Regions from separate parts of the Mus musculus genome. Here region 2 is linked to region 1. Evidence: chromatin contacts called from public Hi-C data. All regions are on one chromosome and are shown on one strand. The core of a region is the stretch at or near the end of the contact, and the rest is flanking DNA. Distances in the headings are between cores, read along the strand shown.

The links. Hi-C and Micro-C count contacts between places; a contact is called where the count stands out from the background.
Region 2: a Hi-C map of the P5424 cell line shows a contact between it and region 1, with 2.5 times the contacts expected there. The contact joins the promoter of Nron here to the enhancer-like site in region 1. A contact is called at or near these places in 9 of 39 promoter capture datasets (cranial neural crest, embryonic stem cells, hippocampal neurons and 4 more) and 3 of 484 Hi-C or Micro-C datasets (the P5424 cell line, myocytes and nephron progenitors).

What each region holds. Positions count from the first base shown.
Region 1 is chr2:33,686,926-33,691,140 of GRCm38.p6, forward strand. No RefSeq gene overlaps it. Among named protein-coding and RNA genes, the nearest start is that of 9430024E24Rik, 30 kb to the right of the region's middle. Within about 2 kb of position 1,941, at least 19 of the 459 cell types and tissues checked have an H3K27ac peak or open chromatin away from gene starts, as enhancers often do. A contact at or near this core is called in the P5424 cell line, where this site is marked.
Region 2 is chr2:33,803,557-33,807,771 of GRCm38.p6, forward strand. Nron (non-protein coding RNA, repressor of NFAT) reads left to right here and starts at 2,260. Exons shown (of 3, transcript NR_045729.1): 1 at 2,260-2,408. All of the region lies in intron 6 of Mvb12b (multivesicular body subunit 12B), which reads right to left.

The sequences.
Region 1 (4,215 bases), core at 691-3,190:
GGGAAGACATCTTTGGGTATTCTACTTTGGATCTCTGATGCTGTGATACACACCATGGCCAAAAGAATGTTGGGAAGGAAGGGGTTTACGGCCTTCAGTGTCTTCATCCCAGTTCTTCACTGAGGCAAGTCAGAGTAGGAACTCAAGCAGGAGCAGAGGCAGGAGCCAGGAGAAAAGCGATCAAAAAAGTACCACAGACATGTCTAGAGGTCAGTCTGAAGGAGGGATCTTCTCAACTAAGGTTCCCTTTTTCCCAAATGACTCTAGTTTGTGCTAAATTGAGAAGAAGAAGAAGAAGAAAAAAAAACTAATTTGCTTAGGTGGGGGAAAAGGACAAGGGCTTTGAAGGATGAATAGGAGTTCACCAAAGGTCCTAAGAAGGAAGGAAAAGGCTTTTTTACACAGAGTTTACAGCCAGTGCAGTAGAACAGAGCTGTGGAGGGGGCTGGAAGGCAGCAGGAGGCTGGTACCTTTGTACTAGCATGAGACAGCACCTGGGAGAGGTGAATGAATGAATGCATGTATTTCAAATGAATGAACAAACTGGCAAACAGGAGAAATGAACTAAAAAAAGATAGTAGCGGGACCTGGGGAGGAGGCTCAGCTGCTCCTGCAGAGGATTTGTGTCTGGTTCTCAGTGCCCTTGCAGAGAACCTTGCAGTATTTTTGTAACTCCAACTCCTGGATATTTAGCGCCCTCTTCTGGCTGATGAAGTCACCTGCACTCATGTGCACAACCCCTCTGCCTAACACACACACACACACACACACACACACTGAGTTTCTTCCTTTAGAAAAAGAGAAAAATAGTGCTCAATTACAAGTGGCTTCATGTTCTAATGAATTAATTAGAATTAATATGTCTGGAATTCTAAAGAGAGAATGAGAGACTTTTGTGGCATGCAGTAAAGAAGAATGGGAAATGCTCAGTTACTGAGACCCATATCCCACACTCCGCTGTCTTAATTTGATGCTTCTAAATCTCAAGTGAGGCTCCTTAACTTTATTTTCAGGGTAGATGAACTGAAGCAATGATCCTTTCAATTCCTAGGCTAACCACAATCAGATCATAGAGTCCCCAGTAAGTCATTTCTGAGCCTCAGTTTCTTTATCTGTAAGGTGGGGGTAGCAACAGTTCCAACCAGGGACACTGTGGAGCACACAGGTTCCAAGATGGGCTACCACCTGAGCCCTCTTGGTGGTGACTTTTTTTTTTTTTTTTCGAGACAGGGTTTCTCTGTGTAGCCATGGCTGTTCTGGAACTCACTTTGTAGACCAGGCTGGCCTCGAACTCAGAAATCCGCCTGCCTCTGCCTCCCAAGTGCTGGGATTAAAGGCGTGCTCCACCACACAAGGGGATGGTCTTTACCTTGCATAGATTGCTTCTGGTTTCTGGGGTAGGATGGGGCTCCTGATTCACCCACATTCTGAGTGGCAGAAGCTTGCCACACAGTGGGGCTAGGCTGCCTTGCTTGGCATGGTGACTTTGTGAGAAGTAAGGCCAGCGCCAGGGCCAGGGCAGGATGCTGGAGGACAGGGCTTAGGGCACAGTCGCCCAATGAGACCACTGGTTTCCTAGCAGCTAACGCTGTGCTAAGGGGTTGTATGACCAAATTTAATTAAGAAGCACACATGTCCCCGCTGCAGGCTGGCTACGACCAGGGCGTGGACCTGCAATTAAAGCTTAGCCTTAAACAACCTGCACAGAGGCATGGGTGCCAGAGCCGCTGGCCTTCCTGAGAAGAGTGTGCCCTCCGTGCCTGTGTTATTTATCGAGTTAATTTTGCCTTCTGCAGTGTGAAGCCAGTCTGGGACCGTGAGTCCTAACCCTGGCTCAGAGCTGGCCACGTGCTGCCTCCTTTGAGGGAGGAGGGAGGTCCCTATGCCTGTTACTTGCTCAAAGGACCTAGGTGAGGTTTTTGTGGCTTTGCTGAGGAGCAGGTGACAGTTCTCTGGGGTCTTCCATCATGCCATCTGGATGGCAGAGAGCTATAGCTGCCTCCCGAGCTGAGGAAGGTCCCAAAGAGACATCAAGGGAAGGATTCTACACCTGGCAGCTACTTAGAGTACAGTGACGTTTGTGGTACCTCGTTAAATAATTGGATAGAACCTGGGACAGCTGGGGCAGTTGAGGAGCCAAGGCAGGCACTCAAAGTAGCATCTACAGGAATTAACGTGGAGGTCTGACAGAAAGGTTCAGGTCTTGACTGCTGCTTGGCGGTCATGTGGATCCTGGGTCATCAGCAAAGAGGGACGACAACCTTCATCACCAGCCAGAACGCAGTGCCTGTGCCTTGAGAAAGGTGTGGATTCTTCTATGGTAGCTGTGAGAACTCCCAAGGCTGAGAGAGGCACTCATGGGTCTGGCTTTGTGCCCATCTCAGGACAGAGCTTCCCAGGAGGCCGTGGTGTCAGCACCCTGCTGGCAGGAAACCACTTCTAGCACATTTACTCCAGGTGCGCACTGCTATCAGGTGGAAGGATGGGGGATGGGGGTGGTGTGTGTGGGGTGACAGTCTCATGGCCAGATAGTGGCCTGATAGCAGGGCCTTTGGGACAAAGCCATCGGAGGGCGACGACAAGATACTGAATGGGCTTCTCGGAGCGGGTACAGAATTGCATTCGGCTTGGATTTAATTAAAAAGACTCAAATCTTTCTGATAATCCGCCCCGCAACGGCTGAAGCGGGGCCTGCAGCGGGCTCCCTGGCAACGGGCGCATCCTGCTGATAAAGAACTTCCAGGGGAGGAGATTGTGAGCCCCCTCGACTGCCGCCACTATCATCCTGCCCATCGCTGTGCAAGGCCAGGGTAGCAGCTGTGGTCCCCACCTCCACTGCGAGCCTCAAGCCCTTTGTGCCCCACGCTCCTCTGAGGCCCCTCTGTGGATCTCTTTGTTCATAGCTGAATCCACAACCCCTTCCCCGTAGCTCTGGGTTCTTGCCTCCTCCTGGTCCTGTGAATCTGTAGGGGAACTGCAGACATCATGTCTCTCTGTTCTGGAAGTATAGCTCACCAGCCTCACTCCAAGTCTGAGTGCACTGGAGGAGGATGAGGTCAGGCATTGGTTTCTGATAGCACTGCCTGCCCCCAGCCTCTGCCTACGGCCTCTGTCCAGCCCAGCATCCTTCCTTGTCCTCAGAAGCCCCAGCCCCAACCCTAATTTACAGGTTACGTGCCCCCTCTGGAGACAAGTGCCTGGCAGGAGTGGGGCTCAGGGATGGCTGATGAATGAGTGAATGAGTGAATGAATGAGTGAATGAAATTGAGCCCACCATAGTCCCAGGGCTTCTCCATCACGATGGATATCCCTTCTGACATGGAGGCTCTACATGGGATGATTGCAGAGAACCAAACGGTGCCCAGCGGCTGCCACTAGGGGCGCACTTGCAAGCACGGATCCCAGGGGGCGGGGCTGGGCTGGGGCTACGGGTTCTGAAGTCTGTTCAGATTTGTTATCATTGTAAGCCCTACCTACAGTTACAGACATCTCTGTGGTCTGGGCTTCCTCATCTAAAGAGTGGGATCACTGGGCTTTTCATGGGACCTACTTCCAGGCTGGCAGTGAATGAGCTAAGTAGGAGCCTATGGGAGATGGTGGTGGCACACACTTGCTTCGTCCTTGTGAGGTCCTCTGATGAATGGAGAAACAAAGGCCGTGGAGGCAGAGCTGGGTCTGCTGAAGCCAGGCTGGTACCCTACGTCAGCAGCCTCCTCCCCGAGGGCTGCCTGATGCTAGCAATGCCCACCGTGGCCGTCACAACGGTCTATGTTGCCCCCTCCCTCCCAAAGATGAAGTCCCAGAATTGAGAATAAGTAGCTAAATTTTGTCTCAAAGACCACATCCCTGTATTAGGCCCTCCTTTGCACCTGCCCTGTGCTAGGAGTGTTTTCCTGTCTCCAGGGTCCAGTGCTGGGTACAGCTCCACCCTGTATCATTCTTCAGAGAGGAATGTGGTGGTCTCAGAGATGGTACCTACCACTGGTACTGTTACGAAGATGAGGATGAAGGTGTGGGAGGGGGAGGAGACCGGGGTGAGTGTGGGAGACCCAGGCTGTCCTGCGCTCCTAGCCAGTTCAGGGATGAGAACTAACGTGGACATTCTTATCTAATCTATATGACAACAGTTTCAAGCCTGACTATGATGCCTGCCTAACAGAGGAGAGTGGGGTTCAGAGAGGTCAAGACTTTTCCCGAGGCTGCACAGCTCACAAG
Region 2 (4,215 bases), core at 1,010-3,509, 120 kb after region 1:
CCTCAAGGCCACCCAACCGCCTGTGGATGTTCTCTCTGGGGTGTGCTCAGCAGCGGGACAGATGTCAACACAACAGCAGGGGTACATAGGCAGTTTCTGTCACAGACAATTACTGAATGCTGTTGACCCAGTCAAGTGTTGGGTATAATCCTCTTGGTCTTTCTGTGGCAGCAAGTGTTGCTGGCTCAGGCACTGCAGCTCACTACAGAGCATTTCCCCAAGGGACTTGTGGGCCCCAGGCCTCTCTGCCACAGAGAGAAGCAGGTGGGTGAAGGAAGAAGAAAGCAGTGGCCACAACATCCGGGAACTCACGGGGGTGGGGGGTGGGGTGGGGAGGGAAGGGATGGTTCCTATATACCTCATGAGGCGACATGAGGGGCATGGGAATATGGACATAAGAGGGCACAGGCAGAGGCCTAAGTCTTTGAGGAAGGAGCCACTCAGCAGGCAAGTGTTAAACGGAAATCAAGTTTCTACATTTCTGGCACCTCTTCTCTTAGGAAGGAAGCAGAGACCTGGGGCTGGGACCACAGATCCACAGTGCTCAGGTGAGAGGAGCTGAGGCTGAAGCAAGTTTCAACTGCAGTTCCTGGTGTCAGACATAGGGTGGCCAGCCTCATACCCAGTGCTTAACCCTGCCAGAGAAGGTGACTCAGAGAGGAGATGGGCCTCCTAACAGAAACACCAGGAAGAATGGAAACGAGAGTACAGATCCCTAAATCTCCTGGTGGCAATAACTTTATTTAAAGCTATGCTGCCTCAGATCTTGGACCTAGGCTAGAGAGAGGTCACTCATGCTGGGTGGCAATGCCCTGGCCATTTTTCTGAAGCCAGTGACCCAGCGGATTCAAGATCTCTGCCACAACCTACCATAGCACCCCAGCAGGCGGCAGTGCACGGTACACAGGTGGACAGCTAGTGGCCTGGCCCTCTGTGGGTGAGGACACTGCCCTCCACAGTTCACTCACTGGATATGGGATCCAGTCTCAATGCTAGCACCTGGGAGCTGGGTGGCCTCTGGAGAGACATGTCATCTGCCAGCAGATACAGGTCGTGATGCAAACAAGTGTCACGTTAGAACCAGGTGAACCCTTAAGTTGGCGCGAGGGTTGATCTTGTCAAGTTGGTGGGATTTAGAATCTCCACAGAAACAAGTCTCTGGGCATGGCAGGACGGGAGTTTTTAGACCAGGCTGAGTTGGGAAGCCCTATAGCAACGCCCCACGGCAGTGGGTCCCTGCCCAAACAATCAGGAGGAAGCAAGCTGAGCGCTCGGGCCATCTTTCTGCGCTTCCTGACTGTGGACACAATGTGACCAGCTGCCTCAGCCCCTGTCCTCATGCCTTCCCCACCAGGATAGACTATATCCTCAAAGTGTGAGCCCAAAATCAACCCTTTCTTCCTTAGCCATCCTAGAGCCTGGCTCCTGAGAGCTTGAGAGTGGAGCCAATGCAAACCCACTGGGGAATTTCCTCTGTCTTAAACTGAATCCCATGGCTGTGAGGTCTTGTCGGCTTAGCCCAGCCCACACCCCCACATTGGCCAATTCCAGCTTCAGCCTTTTGTGCCCTGTCCCTGTGGCTTTCAGAACTGCTCCAGGCCTCTGCACTTGCTCCGTCCTCTGCAGAGGCTTCTGTAGGCCAGGCTGCCTTACCTATAGCCGGCCAGGCTGCGTCACCTATAGCCGCTTTGATCACCCTAGAAGAGATAACCCACCCCAAGAATTCTTTTCTTTTTAAAGATTTATTTTATGTATATGAGTACACAGTCACTTCCTTCAGACACACCAGAAGAGGGCATTGGATACCATTACAGATGGTTGTGTGCCACCATGTTGTTGCTGGGAATTGAACTCAGGACCTCTGGAAGAGCAGTCAGTGCTCTTAACCGCTGAGCCATCTCTCCAGCCCCCAAGAACTCCTTTCTAATTCAAGGAGCCCAGCTTGCTCCCTGCACAGCCTCCCTCTGTGGGCAGAGCTTGACTTGCACCGTGTCTTCTCCTCTCACCACCCCAGTGCTGAGAACAAAGCCCTGTAAAGGTGTCTAGGACTTGCTGAATGAATACACTTGACTTTGACTTGTAATTAGGGATGATTTTGGGAATCTTCCAGCAAGCCTTCCCACCTGCCTCCTCAGGACTGGGCTGGTTAATGGTTTGGAAAATGTCGCTCCCTCTGACTCAAGGAAAACTTCAGATACACAGTACACACGCTCCTCGTGGCACGGCTTATAAAGCCACGGATATCAAACACTGGGGGACAGCTGCAGCTGCAGTACAACTGCATGCTGAAATAGGAGACTGCTAGACAGACCACACTGGCACCTGAAGCACCCGCGAGGAGGAGGACAAAAATCGAGTTTCCACATTTGAAAGTGAACCTGCCAGCCCCAAGAACGTGCCAAATCCAGGTGAGATCAAGGCAGGCACTGTGCTGCAGCAGCGATGGGAGGGACAGAACGTTCCAGGGGCTGCTCTGATCACAGCTTCTTCTGAAGCTGGGTCAAGGGCTGCACAGCTTCAACCACTACCAAGATATCCGAGGAGGTAACTGTGTCTGGTGCCTATTGTGTAACAGAAACAGGGGATCACAAGAGTGGGCTGCAAGTGACCACTTCATGGGCAGACACAGTGACTATGGAGAGATCCCCTAACACCAGGAAAGCTAGAGGGCTGTTTGCCTTCTCCTTAGGAATCTTAGGGATCATCAGTCATCAACAACCGCTACTTGGTTCAGGGAACCATTTTTCCAACATCTGGTTTATGGAAAGGCATCCGGGCAGCCTCTAAGCCCTCCAGAGCCTGTGTCCAGCTTTGCTCCTTCAGGCCCTGTCAGGTCCTGCCATACCTGGGGAGACAGGCCATACCTGCAGGGCCGGGGTGGACACTGCTTCTGGAGCCGTTACATCAGTGCAGAGGGGCTGGGAGTTCTGTAACAGATGAGCATCAGGCCGCTGCCAACAACAACTCCAGCTAAATAGATGCTAAGGGAAATTTCATTCTTGCCCCGAGTCAATATGAGGCACCTTATTCAATTAACATGGCCACTAAGCCTCACACAGCCCTGTGCAAAAGCCCTTCAGTTACACATGACATTTTATTACGTGACAGTAGTTGCCAGCACAATTTATTTCCTTTCATTCTGCCTTTTCCTTGCTCATTTAAATCTGTATTTTCTAGTGTTGATTCCAGGTCTGTGCGAATGTTTTAAATGCAGCCATCAATCTTTCAGACCCCATGGTCACATGGAAGGGAGATGGCTCTGCTGGGTGGCAGCAGACCCAGCTGTCTTGTGGGGGACAGTAGCAAGGGGGGCTGTGGCTAACCTGCAGTTGGAGAGGACTGCTGCTTTTGTGTTGTGTCCCCTGTACAGACACGTAAGGGTCTCTTCGTTCTGTTCTCCCAGGGCTGAAAGTCACCTTCTGAAGCACCAGATTCCAGTGTGTGCTTCAGAGACCAAGGGGTTCCTGAGACTTCAAGTGGGATGCCAGGTCCCAGCACTTCCACAATATTGAGCTATTTGACTTTCCTTAAATGGGATATTAAAAAGCATAAGCTAAGCCTTGTGTGGTAGCTTATACCTATAATCCTAGCATACAGAAAGCTGAGGCGGGAGGATCACTATGAGCTCCAGACCAGCCTGGGTTAAATATTTTACACACACACACACACACACACACACACACACACGACATCACAAACTACACACAGACCTGGGCAGCTGGCTCAGTAGTTAAGAATGCAGAGGACCTGAGTGTCATTCCCAGCAACTGTATCCAATGGCTTACAACCATCCATAACTCTGGCTCCAGGGCCCACAATGCCCTCTTCTGGACTCTACAAGGCATCTGCACTCACATGTGCACACCACACACAAAAGTATTTATACACATCATTACACAACTAATAAAAATATTTTTAAAATGACAATAAATGCTAGACCCAGAGAAAACAGGCACCAGCATACGCTGCACTCTGACATGAGCATATTCAGAACACTTACAACTTAGAAGAGAACTCAGCCCGGAAGTGGGTACAACACTGGAACTGACACATCCCTAAGGAAAACACGAGGAGCAAATTCCCCGTGAAAAGACTCGATCACGAGTTGGGAGGGCCATGTGAGTTTCCATCACAGGAAATGCAACCCCTCCACCTTCCAGAGTGAAATGATGTCAGAGATGGATACTGTCAATGCTTGGTGAGGATGAGGGGAGC